Linked DNA regions of Mus musculus: region 1 is linked to region 2. The links are chromatin contacts, called in public promoter capture Hi-C maps. All regions are on one chromosome and are shown on one strand. The core of a region is the stretch at or near the end of the contact, and the rest is flanking DNA. Distances in the headings are between cores, read along the strand shown. Region 1 holds the start of Mrgbp (MRG/MORF4L binding protein). Region 2 holds the start of Oser1 (oxidative stress responsive serine rich 1).

Region 1 (5,510 bases), core at 2,061-4,560, about 17 Mb before region 2:
TGAGGCTTTTTTTATTCCCAGCCCTGGTGGTGGCCGAGTCTCACCTTCTCGGACTTCCTGAATGATCTCATCTGGAAGGACAAAGTTCCTCTCTGGATTTGGGAATGGAAGAATCTCAGACTCGTGCTGCCGGCACAAAGCATTTTTGTATTTTCAAGAAACAGAAAATAGGATCTCAGCTCACTAAGATGTACAGGAGAAGCAGGCTGGAGGCTGCGAGCTGGTGGGGTCCTTGCTCCAGCTTGCAGAGTCCACCTCAGCTGGGCTTTTCAGATGATTAGAGAGGACCAGGCTAGCACCAGCCAAACAAAACTAGAGGAGAGGACCATGCCGCTGAGTGAGCCCTGGAGACACAGCAGCTCTGCTGATGTGCACACAAGGACCTGACCCGGCTCACCACTGTAACACTCCCACCAGGCCAATGTATCCAGGGGTACCATGAACAACCAAAGGCACCTACAGCTCTACCCATCCTGGTCACCTGGTCTCACTGCCTACCAGACAAGACAGACAAACCTGACTAGCAAGGTTACTAGTTACCTGCAGAACCATCAGCCACTGCCAGCTCTCCAAACCAGTTACCTAGCTACCCATCAAGACACAGCTATCTCTAGGCTCTCTGAAGAGGAGGAGTCTGGCTCCCACAGTATACAGACTCTCAAACGACTCTGGACCCTCCTATACTGACGCTGTACCATTACTGCTTTTTACGGTGGCTGAAGGCTTCTTTGTCATCTCAGACCTCAACTATCACCTCGACGATTTTTGTGCCACCCAATCTAAAGTAGGTAGGTGCCCTGAAAAAGTAGTCAGAGATCATCGCTAGTCTGTGCTTTTCACAACAGGACTTAAGCTTTTCTGAGGAAGGAGCCTCATCCTTTGAGATCACCTCTGCTCTGCATACCAAACCCCAAGTGAGAAGAGGGTTCTGTCCTGTACCACAGCTGACAGGATCTGGGACTTGACTCCACGGTCAGCCCGTAAATGGGCAGGCCAGGATCCAACTCACCAGTGCCTGCATGTCGTACATAGTGCTCAGATGGTCCCAGATCACCTTGGATGGAACCTGGCGCCCAATATTCTGGCTGAACTTGTCTCGGATACAAATCATGTGGAAGTGCCGATTCACCCCTGAGAGGTAGGACAGTGGGTTGAGGGTTAGGACAGCACCTCTGTGCGTAGGACATGGGTGAAGAAGGAGGGGCAGGAGTGGGCAAACCCGCAGGTGCAAGTGTTGCAGGAGTCACATGTCAAAGGGGAAGAGAGGTGCCACAAGGCAGGTGGGTGTTCCAGGGGCTAGGGTGTGTATAGTAGGCGGGTCCAAGGACAGGGGGCTGCAGAGGTGGGGGGGTGGGGGGGAATGGAGGCGTTCCCTGGGGTAGGAGTGTCTCAAGGGCAGGGAAGTCAGGAGTGTCCCCAGGGAGAGGGCTTCTCGGGCAGGAAAGTCATAGGCTCTTAGACTAGTAGGGCACCCCAGAGTGGGAGGCCACGTCCCGTGGGAGGTCGCAGGCTCCGCCAGCCCGCCCGACGGTTTATCCCGCCCCACCCCCACGCCGGTGCGCGGCGCGGCGCTCACCGACAGGCTTGTGGCCCAGCATGGCGTGGAAGAGGCACACTTCCACCTCAGGGCTCCACACCACCGTCTCCTCAGCAGGGCTCGGGGCTGCCTCGCCTGGGCCCTTGTCGCCTGGGGCGCCCGTGCCGCCCACCTCGGCCTCCCCCATGGCCGCCGGCGATTGACGAGCGCCCGGCGCGAGAAGGGGGAAAATACTACAGGCTCCGCGCAGGCGCACTTGGTGTGGAGGGCGCGCACTCGCCGGGCTGGAGAACGCCGCGTGCCCGCGTCCGCGCAGGCGCAGCGAAGACTGGCTTCCGGTGCAGCAGCGACTCCTGGTGGTTGAACCTTTTACTGCCTACGGCTCTGTCCGGAGAAGGCGAGGGAACAAACCTTATGCTTTAAAAATGCACCAGATGGGCGTGGTGACACACTCCTGTAATTCTAGCTCTCGGGAGAGAGAGGCAGGAGTTCTGAGTCAGCCAAGTCTGCATAGCATGACACACACGGCCCAAAAATCTGGGCTTCACCTGGTTAGGTAATTTGGAAAAGAACTCAGCTAGAAGTGAAGGTGTGTCTCTCCTTGCCAGAGATAAATTGTACAATATGTAAATTACATCTCACTAAAACTGTTTAAGAAAAATAGTTTAAACAACAACAGCAGCAACAACAATAACAACAACAACATCCCATGGGCTAGTGAGATGGCCCATCTAATAGAGATCCTTGTGCACAGCCCATAACTGGAACTCCACCCCTGGATCCTAGAGCTGGCAGGAGAGGAGCAATTCTTAGGAGTTGTACTCTAGAGCTGGAGACATGGCTCAGCGGTTAAGAGCACTGACTGCTCTACCAGAAGTCCTGAGTTCAATTCCCAGCAACCACATGGTGGCTCACAATCATCTGTAATGGGTTCTGATGCCCTCTTCTGGTGTGTCTGAAGATAGCTACAGCATAGTCATATAAATAAAATAAGTAAAAAAAAAAAAAAAAGTTGTATTCTAACCTCTATATGTATTCCATGGTATATGCACACTTGCACACACACACCATAAATAATTTAAAAATTTAAAGCCCAACAATCACATTTTGTAGGAGTGAAGCTCTGTATATCTTTCAGTAGCCCTGACCTGAGTGCACGACAGTCCCAGAATTAAGTGCTTCCTTGGCATCAGAAGACAGAAATCCAGGTCCTGTCGGCCTTGCTACCTACCTGTACCTCCATTCTGTCCCTACAGTGGATCCACTCCAGAAGTGGTTGGATGATTAACTCAGACTGTCAGAATTTCAGGCAGGTGTTAGTAGCTCTACATGGGATTGGATAGGGCCAAGGGCTGGGCACAGCAGCCTTAAGAACATGGTTGCTTCTGGGCCTGAGTCACCCCAGTCAGCTGTGCCATGGGTCCTACCCTGCCACCCATCCAGGTTTCATTACTTACCCATTCCTCAGCCATTGCCAGGCATCAGAATCCCTTTTCTGACTGATGCCTCTCAGACTAAGATGTTGAGAACCTTTGTTCTCCTTTGTGCTATGGGGCCACTGTAGCTCTGAACTCTTGGGTCTTGATAAGGATCACTTGCTGGCTGCCACAAGCCTTGAATCCAGTCCTGACACTCCACTTGCCCCTCATTCAGGCCTGTAACCAGACAATGCTCACAGCAGGGAACCATGGAGGGTGCTGGCTCTGACCTGTCTCATTGTCTGGGACAGCTCAGAGCTCAGAGCCAGACAGCAGTCTGTGGCCAGGCTTCAGCTTTCCCACTGTGAAAGCGTAGCTGGTGGAAAAGTTCCCACAATGCCACAGGGGAGGTGTGGCCCAATAAAGCTTCATAAGGGGGTGTGGGGTCACTGCTATCATGTGGATATGATGCAGCTGGGAGTTATGATCTCACAGGGGCGGTGCCCTTGCCTCTGCTTGGTTGGCATGCAGAACTTGGCTTAGTTACTGTACGGCTGGGTGAAGCATAATCTACCATCTGGGACATGTCATAAAGCAAGTTCCCAACCTAAGAGCTGCCACATATTAAGTGCCCAGGAGCTGATTGATAATATCCTGGTTATTCTCTGAATATCTAAGGCATGGTAGACTCTGCTGCTGACTGCTTCTGGTTCCGGTCCACCTTAGTCTCACCCCTACCAGGTAGGATACTCCTTCAATTTGGAGTGCGTCCTTCTTCAGGGAGCTTCCCTATGTAACCCTCAACCTCATCTATCCTAGCTGGTCCTCTCTGGTTTGTGCGATCTCTGTACTCAGACCACATCCTACCAGCCATGACATTTGCAAACATCCGTCTGTTACTTCAGAACGCGTGACTGGCAATATAGACTTGATGCCTATAGACAGGTTGGATGGTTTAGGAGAGAAGGATGACTTCATTCTTTCTCTCCACGAAGCCACAGCAGGTCTCTGCAGAACTCTCTGTTAGGTAGTAGGAAGTAGCTGAGCATCAAGGTCAGCAGCTAAGACCCCGCCTACTATCCCACGCTAACTTCTTATTTTCATGAACATGTAGGCTCTCTAGTCCAAAAGCATGAATTAAGAGGAAGCTGTGCTTGTTCGTTTTGTAGCGCTCCTGTGATTATCACTCTCTAACAAGGAGCTGTAGAGAAACCATTAGCCCATGATCATGTGTGTGATCCCGTAGCTTCAAAGTGAATTCACACCTGTTGGGAGCTGAGAGGTTCCTTCAAACCTGATAGAAGGATTTCTTTGGTCTGGAGCAGGTGTCTGTGTGGCACACCACCAACTTTCTGTAGAAATGGCTGGTGAAGTTTGCCCAGATTTGTCTTCTCCGTGAGGTCTTCAGGTGGTTCCAGGTGGCCAGGATATAATCAGCTTTGTAGCAAGACTCCTTACTTCCCAGATACAAAGTAGACAATGATATATATCTACTAGCCAACTGGTCAAGTCCTTTCTCATTTGTTGCGACTCCTGCTGCTTAAGTCTTTTATACAAGATAGATACAAGTGCTGGGATTCTTGATCCTAGTGTGAAGGGTTCAGACTGGGCTCAGGTGAGAAATAAAGGCCATAGAAATGCTCTCCTTCATTTAATGAATATACAAGCCTAATAGTTTATACACCAGTCTAGTTTACTTTGACCAGTGTGAACTATTCCCCAGACCATGTCTAGGTCTCAACCAACTGTTATTTCTTATTCAAGGTCTTATGTATCCCAGGTTGGCCTCAAACTCATTCTGTGGCCAAAGATTACCTTGAACTTCAGTCCCCATTCCTCTACCTCCTAAGTGCTAGGGTAGCAGATATCTGCTGGTATATATCCTGGGGATTGAACCCAGGGCTTCATACATGCCAGGGAAGAACCCTACCAACTGAGGTGCATCTCCAGCCTCCTAAATGGCATTGCTTGTCTGAGGATCTGATGTTGTCTCTGGAAGGAGGTGGTCACTGTTAACTAGAAGGAGCCTATCTCCATTCCCAAAGGAACATTTCTCTCTTGGTCACAAGAACTGGATTCAATGGGAGGAGCATTTGTAAAGGCTCTGGTCAGATGCCATCCATCTGCCTTTGGTCACATTGTCTCTTTGCAGACTGCATCACTGAAGTGGTAAAATTTCCCACAGCATGACTGGCCCCATTTTGTTCCCTTAGCACATACAGGAGACCCAGGACTCTAGAGGACAAGCTCTACTTTGGAGTCAGCCTGCTGTGGATCCTGTTCTGCTGTGTTCACCTGATGGTAATGGGTCATCCTCTGGACACCATCTGAACACTAAGAACAGCTACGCTGTCCTCTCCTATGGGCTGTGGAGCATTGGAAGTAGGGAGCCTAGAACTAAGCAGCCATCAGATAGGACCCTTGAGTTTCCAGCTCAGGCCCAGTCTTTTCCTACTGGGATTGCAGCTAAGTAGGACACCTGTGTCCTGAATAACATAGCTTAGCTCCACCCCCTCTATCTTCTTGTTTATGGTAAGTTGGTGTGATTAAAGGAC
Region 2 (5,281 bases), core at 1,018-3,517:
GAGGTGTGTTAACACAAAAAAGCTCCTTTTACTTTTTAGTACTTAATGTTTAAAATATGCATTGGTCATGGTGTCTGTTCACAGCAATAAACACCTAAGATGACAACTATCTGTAGAATGTGTAAAATCACAGGAATATTATGTTTGAAGATAGTAGAGTTATTACTGTTACTAGCATCTGTTACAACTGTTGTTAGCCATCAGAGAATTACAACAGGATTATTTTTTCACTGTGGGCCAGTTACTGTACAGAGAATTTGAAGGTTTTATTCAGGACCCATCACAAGCTTTATGTTCAACAGCCCTACACAGGTGCTTCTTAGCTTAGGAAAGGGTCACATCCTATTCAGCACATCACAAGTGGAAGCATCCTTAGTCTAAAACACACTTAATACAACACAGGGCACTAGGAACATCAGCTTGCCCTTGTGATCCTGTGGCTGAATGGGAAGATGCAGCAGCCCCTTCTGCGGGCCAGCATCCCCAAACTTATCACAGGGTGTATTTTAGCTTGAAAAACAAACAAACAAAAAAAAAAACAAAAAAACCGGGGCTGGCAACATGGCTCAGCGGTTAAGAGCACTGACTGCTCTTCCAAAGGTCCTGAGTTCAAATCCCAGCAACCACATGGTGGCTCACACCATGTGAGAGGGTGAGATCTGACACCCTCTTCTGGTGCATCTGAAGACAGCTACAGTGTACTAATGAATAATAATAAATAAATCTTAAAAAAAATTCAAAATCTGATGAAGTTCCCATCGAATGCAAAAGGCTTTCCCATGATTGCATTATAGAGCAGGATCAGGAAAAACAAAAAACAAACAAACAAACAAAAATAAGCAAGCAAGCCAAAGCCAAGCCAGCTGTCTGGAGACGGGGCTGTCTGTCCAGTGAAGTGTAGATTCCATTCTCTGTGGGTTGACTCTAGTTAAGCTGGACATGGCTATCCTCTCTAGCATCCACTTCTAGAAGAGGCCAGCTTGGGTTCAGGGGAAAACCCACTCTAAGGTTTAGGTGCCAGAACCAACTCTATTGAGGAAAATCGTCTTTCCACACAAGGGTCTGAAGTGGAACTCCAGAGTGGCAGGCGATGGGGAAACGTTTAAAATAGAACAGGCCCTGACAATGGCGGTAGGGGGAGGTCTTTCATAGCTCACCCTTGCCATATGGGTAACTTGTCAGATCACTAAAAACCAGAGACTAGCCGGGCAGTGGTGGTGCACGCCTTTAATCCCAGCACTTGGGAGGCAGAGGCAGGCGGTTCGAGGCCAGCCTGGTCTACAGAGTGAGTTCAAGGACAGCCAGGGCTACACAGAGAAACCTTGTCTCGAAAAAACCAAACAACAAAAAACAAAAAAAGCCAGAGACTGGTAAATTGCTTAATACCTTCTTGCAGAATTTAATATGTACGTGCATTACCCTGTATTTCCCACTTGATGCTCCCAAACCATCCTTGGAAAAACAAAAGCAAAATGCCTTCGCTGAAACCGTTTAATTTCCAGACGTTCAATTATCAAGAGATACTTCAAAATGAAGGCACGGGAGCCCGAGGCAGGGGAATCAACGCGATTTTCAGGCTGGTCTAACAAATGAGATCCTGCTTTTTTTTTTTTTTTTAAAGCAAAAACCACAAAACCTAAATAATTTCCATTCCAATTCCGGGCAGCATCCACCGCCTGGGCCTCGTCCAATTAATACCTTCTTGGCTTCTCTGCGGACCCAAAGAGACGACCCACGGCGAGGGTTGTGGACCGAGTGCAAGCGCCCTTGGTTGCATGTAAGAAACTCCGCCAAGCATTCCCGGAGGCATCAGCTGGCGCAAATACTCCCGCAGCCCACCGAATCCCGTTGGCTTGGGGACTTCAAGAGGACAAGAAGGAAGCAGGCTATGCCAGGGGAGCGGCAGCGGCTCGATAGCTGCAAGGCAAGCCGCCGCCTCACGTGACAGCGAAGAGGAAGTAGGCACGCCCAAAAGCCTGCCGGGAGCGAACCCAAGCCAGGGGGCGGAGGGAGCGAAAAGAATAACAGGAAATGACTTAAGACGCACGTGCTTCGGAGAGGGGTTGGAGCTGGGGCTTCGAGAGGCCGGGCTACCGCCGTACGCCTGCGTAGTTGCGGCGGGCCGAGCTGCCGAGTCACCGAGGTGGGAGGAGCGTGAACGGTGGGCAGGGCGCGAGCCGAGGTTGCGCAGGCGCAGTACAACTCTAGAGGCGCGGGCCACCCTATCGGTGGGGTTTGGATCCGGGTCAGACAGACGCGGCGGACGCGGAGAGACGCTCGGAGCCGACGGGGCCGGATTCCCGGGAGCGCCCCAGCTGCGAGGAGGTGAGTGGCCGGACGGGACGAGGAGGGCCGGGGACGTCGTGTCCGCCAGGCCTCCCACCCGCGGGAGGCGGAGTCCGGCCCTCCCGTCTGGTCGCGGCGTTTCCCTGCGCCGACTGCCCGGCCCGGCCCTCGGCTGCCGCGGCCTGGAGTGCCAAGTTGCGCGGCCTTCGCTTCCCGCCTTCCTGCGTTCCCGCGGTGTCCGGGCCGCGCCGGCCACAGCTTCCCCTTTCGCTCTCCTTGCCGCCCTTTGCCCCTTCCCGCCTTTTCCCGCCCTGCGAGTCGCACTCCTCTCCGCTTGCGTCCTGCGGCTTCTGCGCCGCAGCTTCACTCCTGCCTCCTCTCGGAGTCCGTGGTTGGCCGGGGCGGACAGGGTAAAAGCCGAGACAGCTCCCCGCTTGGGTGTCCCCGGGTTCTGACCTTTTCCCAGCCGACTCCGCTTAACCGTGATAGGCAGAAAGGAACGAACGTGTCGCTTTGCCTGTAGTCCTGTGATTTTGAGGGGTTGAGTGGGTGTGCCCAGAGAGGTGTGGATGTGTTCTCGTCCTAGGGACAGATTGATTCTATCCGGGCCGTTCTGGATAGGGTTGGTTAGTTTGTTGTTGTTGTTTTTCCTTTTCGGGACTCTGTAACTTTGAGAGGTTTGGGGAGATTTCTCCGCTTTAACTTTGTGAGGACGCGTGCAGATCTCATTTTCGTGCTGCTGAAAATGAGAAGTTCGACCGGAAACTTAAGGAGAGCTTAGTTTAAAGCTTCAGAGGTGTAAGCAAGACACTGCACACGGTATTGGTGGAAAGAAACTGGGATGTGATTTGACTTAAAACCACGAAAAGTAACTTCTTATGGGCCTTTTGCAAGTCTGAGGTCTTTGGGCATTCTTTGGAAGTAAGAGCAGTGAAGGGGTAATAGGAGAATTTCCCACAATGTAATGTAAATGAAGATAGGCAATCCACTCACCTGTTGTATAAAGCTGTTGGGTTGATGCTTCCATAATGGAAAGCTAGGAACTGGGAGGAGCATAACAACCCATTTGTAATTGCAAGCATGCTCTGATCTAGCCCCCTAGGTTAAGCCTAGGATACTCTTGCTCTGGCTTAAAGTAATTGAAGAAAAACATGAGCAGTCACAGTGGTGGACGTTTGAAAACAAGTTAGGCGATACTTTATTCTCAGAGTTTTTGGTTTGCAGCCAGATTTTTATTTTGGGCTGTTGGGGTTTTTAATGATATATCTGGGAGTGTCTCAACAAGAATGCTAAGTTTGTATTAACATCTAGGGTGGTCACCTGCCATACTATTAAGTCAGCACTGTGTAATTAGAAGTTGTGAGGCTTAGCTGGGAGGCTTCCTAGCCAAGTGTGAGTCCTGGAGGGTAGGAGTGAGATGCCCTCCCTACTGAAATGGGGTTCCTGGGACCCCTGTATTCAGTTCAGCCTCTGTTGTGGCATCCAAGGTAGAACTAGGAATCCTAGAAGTACTTGTGAAAGGAGTGGATCTCTGCCTGTGATGTTTACCAGTGTCCATGTGGCTTGGAGTGTACTTAAATGTTGACTGATTGCCACACAAGTCAGATTGAGAGAACTACTATAAACCTCACTATTAATTTTTTTTACTTGTATTATGTGTATGAGAGTGTTTTATATGAAGGGCAGAGTGCAACTTGGGAAGTTGTTTCCTCCTGTTACTCAAGTTCTAGGAAACAAGCTCAGGTGCTCAGGCTTAGTAGCCATTCACCCTTACTCTTTGAGCCATCTTTTCAGTCCTTACAAATTCAGCTTTCATGGAGTTGTGGTAGCAAAAAGAAATTGTTTACAGCCTGTGATAGATCTTTGGAGATGTGGGAGCTCCAGACACACCAGAACTTAACCTCTGCTTAGTATATAGAATATTGTGTGTTTGGAGGACTCCTACTCCTGTGAAGAATTAGATGAGTGAAACTTAGTCATGTGGATGAGGTTTCCTTGTGTTTGACCTGGTTAAATAAACCACGTGGGCTTGTTGTCTTCTGATATTGAAGTGAAACCTAGCTAAATTCTTTTTTTTTTTTTTTTTTTCTCTTCAAGACAGGGTTTCTCTGTGTAGCCCTGGCTGTCCTGGAACTCACTCTGTAGACCAGGTTGGCCTGAACTCAGAAATCCGCCTGCCTCTGCCTCCCAAGTGCTGCGATTATAGCCGTGCGCCACCACGCCTTGCTGGCTAAGTTCTTTTGCCGGTGAACATACACACAAATGTCAAACATTGTGACATCTTGACCTTTGGAATATTAGAGGTCTCATAATAACACAGAAAACTCTTCTGAGAAATAAGCTGATCTAGAATCAGTACCCAAAGATCCATAGAGAGGCACTGATCTCTTTGAGAGTGCCTGGGGGTGGGGGGTGGGGTGGGGTGGCTAGGGGGTACCAGGTTAAGTTTAAAGGTAAAATATATCTTTGGCTTAAAAAGTATATATTGTTTTCTAGGTTTTTTTTTCCTTCTCTCACTTTTTGGATATTGGCGTGTTTATTCAAGATTTAGTATTTTGGTAATTTTAAGATTGGATTTGAGAATTTGTGTTGTCTGAGTTAATGATCCCTTATCTCCTTCCTTTGTGTTAAAAGGAGAGTACATGGAGTCATATTTGCAGAGCAGTATTCTATGAGTTTCTTTTCTACTTCTAACTAAAGAGACGTTCTGCTTTGTTCTTTACCTGTGTTTGAGTATAGGCATCGTCATTTCTGTGTAATAACTACAGTACCCAAAGCTTACAAACACCTAATAAAAGTTTTTGGTCAGAGGAGTAGAGTATAAATGACTGCAGTCTTTATTCCTGTTCTAACAACAGCAGCATAAAGTTCTTCATGCATGCTGATACATTGGTTAAAATTGCTATGTACAAATGATGTGGTGTCATAAAATCATACTTAGAATTGTTAGGATCAGACTAGACAGATACCCAATAGCATTTTAATTAATCAGAGT

Evidence for each region. Promoter capture Hi-C pulls out the DNA fragments that hold promoters and counts their contacts.
Region 1: a contact with region 2 is called in a promoter capture Hi-C map of pre-B cells, with 4 times the contacts expected there. The contact joins the promoter of Mrgbp here to the promoter of Oser1 in region 2. A contact is called at or near these places in 2 of 39 promoter capture datasets (frontonasal cranial neural crest and pre-B cells) and 1 of 484 Hi-C or Micro-C datasets (CD4 T cells).

Annotation. Positions count from the first base shown.
Region 1 is chr2:180,579,022-180,584,531 of GRCm38.p6, reverse strand. It overlaps Mrgbp (MRG/MORF4L binding protein), which reads right to left and starts at 3,310. Exons shown (of 6, transcript NM_028479.2): 1 at 2,995-3,310; 2 at 1,577-1,921; 3 at 1,010-1,131; 4 at 45-126. The coding sequence starts at 1,724. It overlaps Gm30144 (a long non-coding RNA gene), which reads left to right and starts at 2,664. Exons shown (of 5, transcript XR_001783605.2): 1 at 2,664-3,696; 2 at 5,169-5,256.
Region 2 is chr2:163,416,456-163,421,736 of GRCm38.p6, reverse strand. Oser1 (oxidative stress responsive serine rich 1) reads left to right here and starts at 2,267. Exons shown (of 4, transcript NM_025699.2): 1 at 2,267-2,325. It overlaps 2900093K20Rik (RIKEN cDNA 2900093K20 gene), which reads right to left and starts at 1,966. Exons shown (of 1, transcript NR_151490.1): 1 at 1,376-1,966.